Linked DNA regions of Mus musculus: region 1 is linked to region 2. Evidence: chromatin contacts called from public HiChIP or PLAC-seq data. All regions are on one chromosome and are shown on one strand. Each heading gives the region's core, a stretch centred on a gene start, on an enhancer-like site or on the middle of the called end of the contact. The rest is flanking DNA. Distances are from core to core; before and after follow the strand shown. Region 1 overlaps Asb4 (ankyrin repeat and SOCS box-containing 4). Region 2 holds the start of Gmfg-ps (glia maturation factor gamma-like).

What was found. HiChIP or PLAC-seq counts read pairs in DNA pulled down with a chosen protein or histone mark.
Region 1: a contact with region 2 is called in an H3K4me3 HiChIP or PLAC-seq map of embryonic forebrain, with 5 times the contacts expected there. The contact joins the enhancer-like site here to the promoter of Gmfg-ps in region 2. A contact is called at or near these places in 1 of 39 promoter capture datasets (stem cell-derived epiblast-like cells), 3 of 484 Hi-C or Micro-C datasets (embryonic limb bud and embryonic stem cells), 17 of 115 datasets of contacts at active chromatin or transcription factors (bone marrow-derived macrophages, craniofacial prominence, embryonic basal ganglia and 9 more) and 1 of 9 other capture datasets (macrophages).

What each region holds. Positions count from the first base shown.
Region 1 is chr6:5,401,282-5,405,251 of GRCm38.p6, forward strand. All of the region lies in intron 2 of Asb4 (ankyrin repeat and SOCS box-containing 4), which reads left to right. Among named protein-coding and RNA genes, the nearest start is that of Asb4, 13 kb to the left of the region's middle. Within about 2 kb of position 1,995, at least 37 of the 459 cell types and tissues checked have an H3K27ac peak or open chromatin away from gene starts, as enhancers often do. A contact at or near this core is called in embryonic basal ganglia, embryonic forebrain and stem cell-derived neural progenitor cells, where this site is marked.
Region 2 is chr6:4,900,778-4,905,035 of GRCm38.p6, forward strand. Gmfg-ps (glia maturation factor gamma-like) reads right to left here and starts at 2,437. Exons shown (of 5, transcript XM_030255708.1): 1 at 2,271-2,437. The coding sequence starts at 2,437. It overlaps Ppp1r9a (protein phosphatase 1, regulatory subunit 9A), which reads left to right and starts at 2,198. Exons shown (of 16, transcript NM_001363809.1): 1 at 2,198-2,254.

The sequences.
Region 1 (3,970 bases), core at 745-3,244, 500 kb after region 2:
ATAAGAAATGACAGATCTGTTGTTCTGTTAGCAGGGACAGCAGGGTGACACCTGGAACCCACAAGCCATGTCCTAACTGTCCTCATTCTCCTTTCCCATTTTTAAACCTTTAGAATTCTATACATGTATACAATGAAATATGAGGATACATCCATCATATTCCCCTCTTTTACACCCCCCAACTACTCCTAACATTTCCCTGCCTTTATATCCTTGCCCCCTTCTGTTTAAAGTAACTCACTAAGCTCACTTGGTGCTTCCCATATAAGTGTGCGTGTGGAGCCATCTACTGGAGCATGGGCTGCCTAGCAGTGCCTGCACTGCCAAGAAGAGTAAGGCTTCCTTCAGCTGCAGGTGGCTGGCTCTTCAGCAGCGGCTGCCAGGCTTCCTCTTTCTCAGCCACCGCCAAGGTAGTACACACTGGGGGGAATCTTGACTACACACACCCACTTTTACTTGGGAATCCCATTTCTGGGATTAGACATTCATTTTGGACAGGAAGACATTTGACCCAGAGATTTAATTTGTTCCCAGGCCCAAATTCAAGCTGTAGCTGTCCCTCCAAACAAGGCTATTCAGAGAGTTGGAGACAACAGAAAAGGCAAGCTAGACACGTTCAGCATGAGTCTAGGACTGGGCTCCGTAATTTCCTGTGCGTCTTCAGAACAATCTGGCAACCACACAGTTTGTAAACTGTACACCTGAACTTCCAAACTTTACATATTATACATACATACCCATACATATGGATAGATACACGTATATGTATATATGTATATTGTGTATATGTATGTATATAAATATATATGTGTATATACATATATTTATAAAATGTTAAGACATATCTGATTTACTTTCACCACTACAGAATTATGTATATTACTGAAAAATTTAGAAATACTTGTCTTCTTAATAGAATATTTTGTTATGCTATATATATCCCATGTACAAAATAAATGATATAAAAGTATGTTCATTTGTACAGACAATTTTTATTTGTTTGTTTGTTTGTTTATATAGGGTCTGGTTGGTCTGGAACTCAGTCTAAGGGAGGCTCTAATTTGTAGGAATTTTCTTGTCTTAGACTCTTGAGTGCTGGGGCTACAGGCATGAGCTACTCATTACAGGCATTAGACTTGGCTAATGTTTAATTTTTTTTTAAATAGGCTTTTATATGAAGGCATGAACAGTATAGATATATATTTTAATTGTGTAATACTATGTGTATCAGAAAATAATATGTAAGTTATTTATCAAACATTACTGTTAGCTAATATCTAACAGTATCTAAATAACTTTTTGTAATCTTTGCTTACAGTGTGTGTGTGTGTTTGTGTGCTTGCACATGAGTGTGCACACACACCATATGGTTGAGGTGCGGAGTTCAGAGAGCAACTTTTGAGCTTCAGTTGCCTCCATTTATCATGCACCTGTTGAGCCATCTCCCTGTAGTAATCTCTCATAAGTAATTTTTTTTTAAAGACATGTCATCTATAGGTTAAGACCCTGAATTTTAGGATTTTTAAAAGATAGGGTCTCAGTAGCCCAGGCTATTCTTTGACTTGGTATGGAATCTGGGATGGCCTCGAACTTCCATTTCCCCTGCCTCTGCCACCCAAGTTCTGAAATTACAGGTGTGTGGGCTTATGCAGTGCCAAGCCTCCTGTCTGCTGGGCAAGCATCCTACCGACTGGGCTACAGTTCTCGCTCCCTCTTCCTATTTGGAAGGAATCAATAGAAAAACAAAATTGCAAATGAAATAATTGGGAAGTGTTTTTTTTTTTTTTTTTGTTTTTGTTTTTTTTTGTTTTTTTTTCTTTTATCTTTGCTGCTGCTTCTGTGGAGGAAGGAAACCCAGGTACGTGCTTGTGGGCCAGCCCTCCAGTCTGGAGATTCCAGAAGAGTCTTAAGGTTAACTCTCATGCCTTTCTGGGCATCTTCGCGTCCTCACCTCAGGGGGCAGCACTTGCAAGGCAGTCCTCGGTCAGAGGTCTGCTGCAGCAGCCCTGAGTGCATGACTGCACCCTCTACCAACGAATTAGTGCAAACTGTCAGGGTCACAGCTAGTAACGGCGAGCTCCAGGCTGAGCTCGCACCCCTGTCTCTAGGGAACTCGGTTGACGCCGGAGTTCTGTCTGGCCGGGATGATGTTGTAGGTAGGTGCTTTGGAGAAGAAGTCACATACATGTCTCCCTGACCGAACAGGAGAATGGAGACGGCACACAGGCAAGGAAAATAAGCCAGTCTAACATGAACCTCGGGACCAGAGAAGTCCATTAGAGAAGAGCCAGTGCCATGGCAACTGAAAACCGATGTAATTTCATTTGCTATTTAATGGGCTCTTTGTGGGAAAGTGCTCTTTGTGGAAAAGGCTAATTGAGTCCAAAAAATTGCATGCAATTTTCTCTTAAAGGATTTTGCCCTGTTTTTCACTGTTGCAGCGGTGACTGTGTCCCACGCTGGATTTTGCCTGCTATTTTTTTGTTTGCCTTTCTACTTAATGCCACCATCTTCTGGCCTTTGTTTCCTTTGGTATTAGTATAATGGCGTTCCTCAGTCGAGAGGGCTTATTTACCTCAGCAAAAATGTCCATTCTTTGCTTTCTGCATTTCCCTATGAATAAAGCAAGTCAGGTCAGGTTTGGCTGGCTCCTAAACTGTGCATTATTTCCATTCAGCCCTTTTCCTGAGAGGAAAATGAACACTGCTTGCTTTGGGCCACATGAAGCAAATCCTGACAGTAGGAGGAAAATTTGTTACCTGAGGAAAGCTATAAAAATTCAAGTGGCTTCTGACAGAATGTAGCACGAGGGGAAATGTAAAGAAGACCATGCCTTTGAAAAGACCGCCCTCTGTTCCTGAGGGCCACAGTAACACAGGTCGCCTACCTACTCAGGAGTCCCTGACCAGTGAGGCCCTCATTTTAATAGGGAAGCACCCCCACACACAGGACAGCCCACCCTCTCCCTACCTCGCTGCTGCCCACATTCCCATCCCTTGTGCTGTGGACTGTGATCACATAAATCTGGCCGCTCCATTCATTCATAGCCCACTCCAAAGATGCTTGCCCCTTCTGTGGTATTGTAAGTATACGTAGGCCAACTGAATTTAATTTTTTCTCTAAGTTGGTGTTATTTGTTAAAATTATTTTAAAGGAAATGACATATCACTACTAAAAATAAAAATTAAAAAAAAAAAAAACAGCAAAGGGAAAAATCTTTCATTGCCCAAAGAGAAACAGAAACAGTAAATTATAGGCATTGACTTTCGTGACCACCACCTGCTCAGAGCTCGTCCTCTATCAGATGGCAGAGAGAGTCTCTAAATTGCCTTGTCTTCCGAATGCTGCCTTCTGTCACCTTTTCTCCTGTACTGAATGAGAGAATTGATATAAGTTGGGGGCTCCTTTCTCATCTCCATCAGATAGCTGCTTCTCCAGCCTTTATGGAGAATCATTGCACACTTTGTAAAACACAGCCTTCAGCAGGGCCCTGTAAAGTCCATGATCCCCTTTTGTGGAATGTTAAAACCTCCTTTTCAGAATTGAGGCTACTTTCTCCACATCTCTTCAGCCCTGGGGGGCCTCAACATAAATAGAAAAGAGGAATTAATAATGTATGAGGAGCAAAGAAGAGGAGGAAAATTGCCACTATTTCCTACAATTATGTTTATCTACATAAAAATAAAACCTTAGAAAAATCTACCATCAAATGGTGAGGACTAATAATTGAGTTTAGCAGTTGTTCTGCATCTCCAATCGCTCTACCGACAAGTCAGCTGTATTTCTATTTGTAAGAAATAAGCAGTGAGAAGTTGTAGAGGAAGAAGATGCTGTATAGGGCTGGAGAGATGGCTCAGTGCTTAAGAGCACTGATTGCTCTTCCTGAGTTCAATTCCCAGCAACCACATGGTGGCTCACCACTGTCTGTAACAGGATCTGATAATGCCCTCTTCTGGTGTGTCTGAAAACA
Region 2 (4,258 bases), core at 1,187-3,686:
TATTGTATCATTTCCCTTTTGGGGGGGAGGGGGTTTGAGACAGGGTTTCTCTGTATAGCCCTGGCTGTCCTGGAACTCACTTTGTAGACCAGGCTGGCCTTGAACTCAGAAATCCGCCTGCCTCTGCCTCCCGAGTGCTGGGATTAAAGGCGTGCGCCACCACGCCTGGCTCATTTCCCTTTTTTTATTGCTAACTTTTTGTGGCTTAGTTGAATTAAGCTTGGTGGTTAGGTATGTGCAGAATAAGTACACACACATATGGTTCGGTACCATTTTTATTTTGGTTATAAATTGGGGTTGGGGAGGGCTTGGAATGTATCTGCAAAGATAATTCTAGGGCAGAATATAAAGATGGGGGAAATTACTGGAACATGGAAGGAAAAGAAGATATTCATCCCAGAGCTGAGTCCACTTCTACCAATGAGAGGCAAGACTTCCAGCACAATTAGTGACATTTGCTGTAAAAGTTGAACACACACACACACACACACACACACACACACACACACACACACGTTAAAATAGCTATGAGCCAAGCTTAAGGACAGGCCACAAATGACCTTGGAAGTACCTCATTTCTTTTTCTAGACATTTTCTAGAAATCTCAAACAAGAACTTTTTTTTAAAAGAAGATTTACTTATTATTATAGATAAGTACACTGTTGCTGTCTTCAGACACACCAAAAGAGGGCATCAGATTTTATTACGGGTGATTGTGAGCCACCATACGGTTGCTGGGATTTGAACTCAGGACCTTCGGAAGAAGAGTAGTCAGTGCTCTTATCTGCTGAGCTATTTTGACAGGCCAAGAAATTTGTTTACAGTAAAGATAGCCTATCTTTCAAAATTAGGGTGATCTAGAATTTTACAGTATCAATTGAAACCTGGAGGGCACGCCTGTGGGATTACCCCAGTATCTCATTTAAGTTCTTTGCTCATCCTTTGAAGACAATAGTTTCAAAACTGGCCTGAATGATATATATCGGAAATGGTATATACTGGAAGGAAAACAAAGAGAAAGCCTCAGAGAATGCCCAGCTGTGTTCTGGAGTGTGCCTTCATCGTACCCTAAGTGTCTCTATCTACTCTAAAATACCCTTTAACAGGCCTCAATCCTGCAGCCTACGAGCTAATTCTAAAAATTCTGCATTAAAGCAAAGGTTGAGAATTTTAAAATCTAAATGACTAGGGAACAGACAGGCTGAAGAGCGGCAGCACTGAACAGACAGGCTGAAGGGCGGTAGCCTGACCCCTGCCATGGCTACTGAAATTCTAAATCTAACATTCAGTGCTATATGGAATATTAAGTACTTTCGCCTCTTTCTAGATTGCCTGTATTGAGAGGGTTACACGATCTTGCAGCTTTTTCTATGCACACACACAATTTCAGGCTATTGTTGCTACTATATATTTATTTTTATTTTCCTGATTCGGTTACTCTGAATAGCCTTGGCTGTCCTGGAACTCACTCTGTTGTCCAGGGTGGTCTCAAACTCTAAGATTCATCTGCCTCTGCCTCTCTGCTGGGATTAAAGGCGTGCGCCACCATTGGTCAGCTGTTGTTTCTGTATCTCCAGACAATGGCTGGATTATAGGGTGTCCACAAACTCAATTCTCCTGTCTTGGCTGTGTTGGGATTATGTGTGCACCTCACATACGTGTGGCAAAAACACAATTTTGACTCTTCAAAAATGGTACCTGTGCCCTACAAGGCTTTTGGATACATCAATGGTCTATATTGACCATCAAAGTCCATTTTGTATGAAGGAGAAGAGTATGGAACCTGTCACATTATTTGGGAGGAGAGGGTGTAGTGAGAGTTTTTAACAGGGCAAAACCAGTGAGTGTGAACAGAAAAGATATACAAGAAGAAAAGTCCAAAGTCCTCTTCATCCCTTTCCTTCTAGTAGTGTGGCCTTGAGGGTCAGCTGGATCATCCCAGTGGACACCACAGTAGAGTAGACTAGGGCCTAGGTCTTGGCCTTCTAGGCCAGCCCAGGCCATGGCCAGGCCTTGGATGCCTGGGGTCACAGACTTAACCACAGACTGTGGGGTCCTCAGCATCTGGAAGGCACAGGCCTTGCCCTAAGTGCCAGAGCCCCCTCGCCCACGGTCTTGGGGGTGGGGCGGCCTTGCCTCGGGCCGGTGCCTTTCGCCCTTCGTTGGCCGCCAGAGGCTCCCTCTCTCCCTCTCCTGGGATTTCGCTGCTGGGCTCCCTCTCTTTGCGGCCCTAGAGTTAATCCCATCAGCCGAGGTGAGGCACCTGTTACCCCGGGGCCCTCCTCATCCCCGCGGCCTGATCCCTAAGTCCATCGGGCCTCGCGGGCCTCAGGGCCCGGCGTGGGGGGCCCCGCACGTGGGCCGAGCGGCGTCCCCGATCCCAGGCCGCAGGCGAGGGTGCCCGCTTGCGCGTCGGGTCCCCAGGCCGGGCCGCCATGGCTGGGGTGGAGGTGGGGGGTGGGGGTGGGGGGAGCGCAGCGCGCGTCCCGGGGCCGCCCCGCGCGGGCAAGACGCGCGTGGGGGGCCGAGGCGCGAGTGCAGGCGGCCGCCGCGCGCGCCGCGCCGTGACGAGCGGGCGGAGGGCACACGGTCGGCGCCGAGCCCCGCACGGTCACGGGGGGGCGGGGGGGAAGAGCGCCGAAGGAGTCCGACCTCCCGCCCGGGCCGCTCGGTAAGGGGGCGGCGTGCGGGTGGCGGGGCGGCGGGAGCGCGGGGACGCGGCGGCGTGCACAAAGGCGGACCCGCGGGCGGGTGGGGGTGGACTGCGGTCCGGGAGCGCCAGGGTGAGGAGGGAGGCTTGATCCTCTGCGGGATCTATTGTTTCCCCGGCACACTGGGAGGAAAAGCAGAGGCATTCGTGTGATTGTCACCCTAGCCTTTGCTCTCCCTCCGCTCCAGTGTGGCCGGCGAGCTCGTCTCTCCCCCGGTGCCACAGACCGGGATCCGCCTGGCAGCGGCCCGGAGCCGCCGCCAATGTGTTAGGACTTCAGGTGCTTCTTGGCACCAGGCTAGACTGCGACCTCCTCCTGCCTTAGCGCCTGGCGTCACCTGCTCTCCCGGCCCTGCCCCGGGGGCCGAGGGATGGCGTCCCGAACCGGGCTGGGGAAAATCAATCGGCTGCCTCTCAAGTTGGTGTTATTTATGTTTGTCTTTTGTGAGGGCAGGTTTTTGAATCCCCGGCGGCCCCCTTCGCCCCCGCCGCCCCCGCCCCCTCGTGCTTGAATTGGCGGTGGGAGGGAGCGGGGTGTGCAGCTAGGGGAGAGGGGAGGGTGTTTATGGGTAAAAAGGACATTGTCAACGCTTTCCAAAAAGGAAAGAAAGAAATAAAGGAAAAAACAAAAACAAAAAACAAAAAACAAAAACAAAAACCAACCCAAACCACAGGCACCACACTCCTCTCTTGTTTGCCTGCATGGGCCATGCATGCATGCATGCGTGCCTGCTGGGCCAGGAAGCGAGTTTTGGAGCTGATTTAAGTGAAAGTGTAAGCTCTCTCAGCTGATGGTGCGTGAGCGTGATGTGGTTCCGTGTAACATTAAAACAAAACAAAACAAACCAGAATAATAAGAAAAAAAATGTTTAGAACTGCGTTGAGTGCCTGAAGTGTTGGGCTGCTGGCGTCCTGGTAGAAAACCCAGCTGTGGGCTGGAGGACAGCAAACATGCATGGCGTTCACTTTTTTTTTTTTCTTCCTATCTTGAAGTAAGTTAGGGGCCAGAAGGAGTAGACAAATCAGGACTGTGGAAGGAAGTGTCATGGCATACCTGATTTCTGATTGTCACATTCTCAGGCATCTATTCCCAGGAGACTCCACTCCTTAGTTAATAATAGCCTCTTGGCTAGGAAACTTCCAAACAATGCATAGAAAAACTTACAGTAAAACTTAATTGACCTTCCAGAACTTACTTCTGTCTGTTTTGTCCTGAAACTGATACTTGAGCATGGTGTACATGAGGCTATTAACTCAGAACCATCGAAGAAGCCTCTGTAGCCATATTTTTAGAGTTTGGGAACGTTAGACTCCAAACTTTTCCCTGTTCTGCACGGTTATGGAAAATTCCCAAATCAAGTGGCCATTTTGATTTTTTTTTTTTAAAGAAGTAAATGAGTTGTCGAGTTCTTTCATAATTCATTCACAGAAATACCTCAAACTTGGTCTAAAGCATTATTGTCAAGTGGTGTCAAGTGGTGTGTGCATGTGCGTGTGTGTGTGTGTGCGTGTGTGTGTGTGTGTGTGTGTGTTTTGCAAGCATCTCCA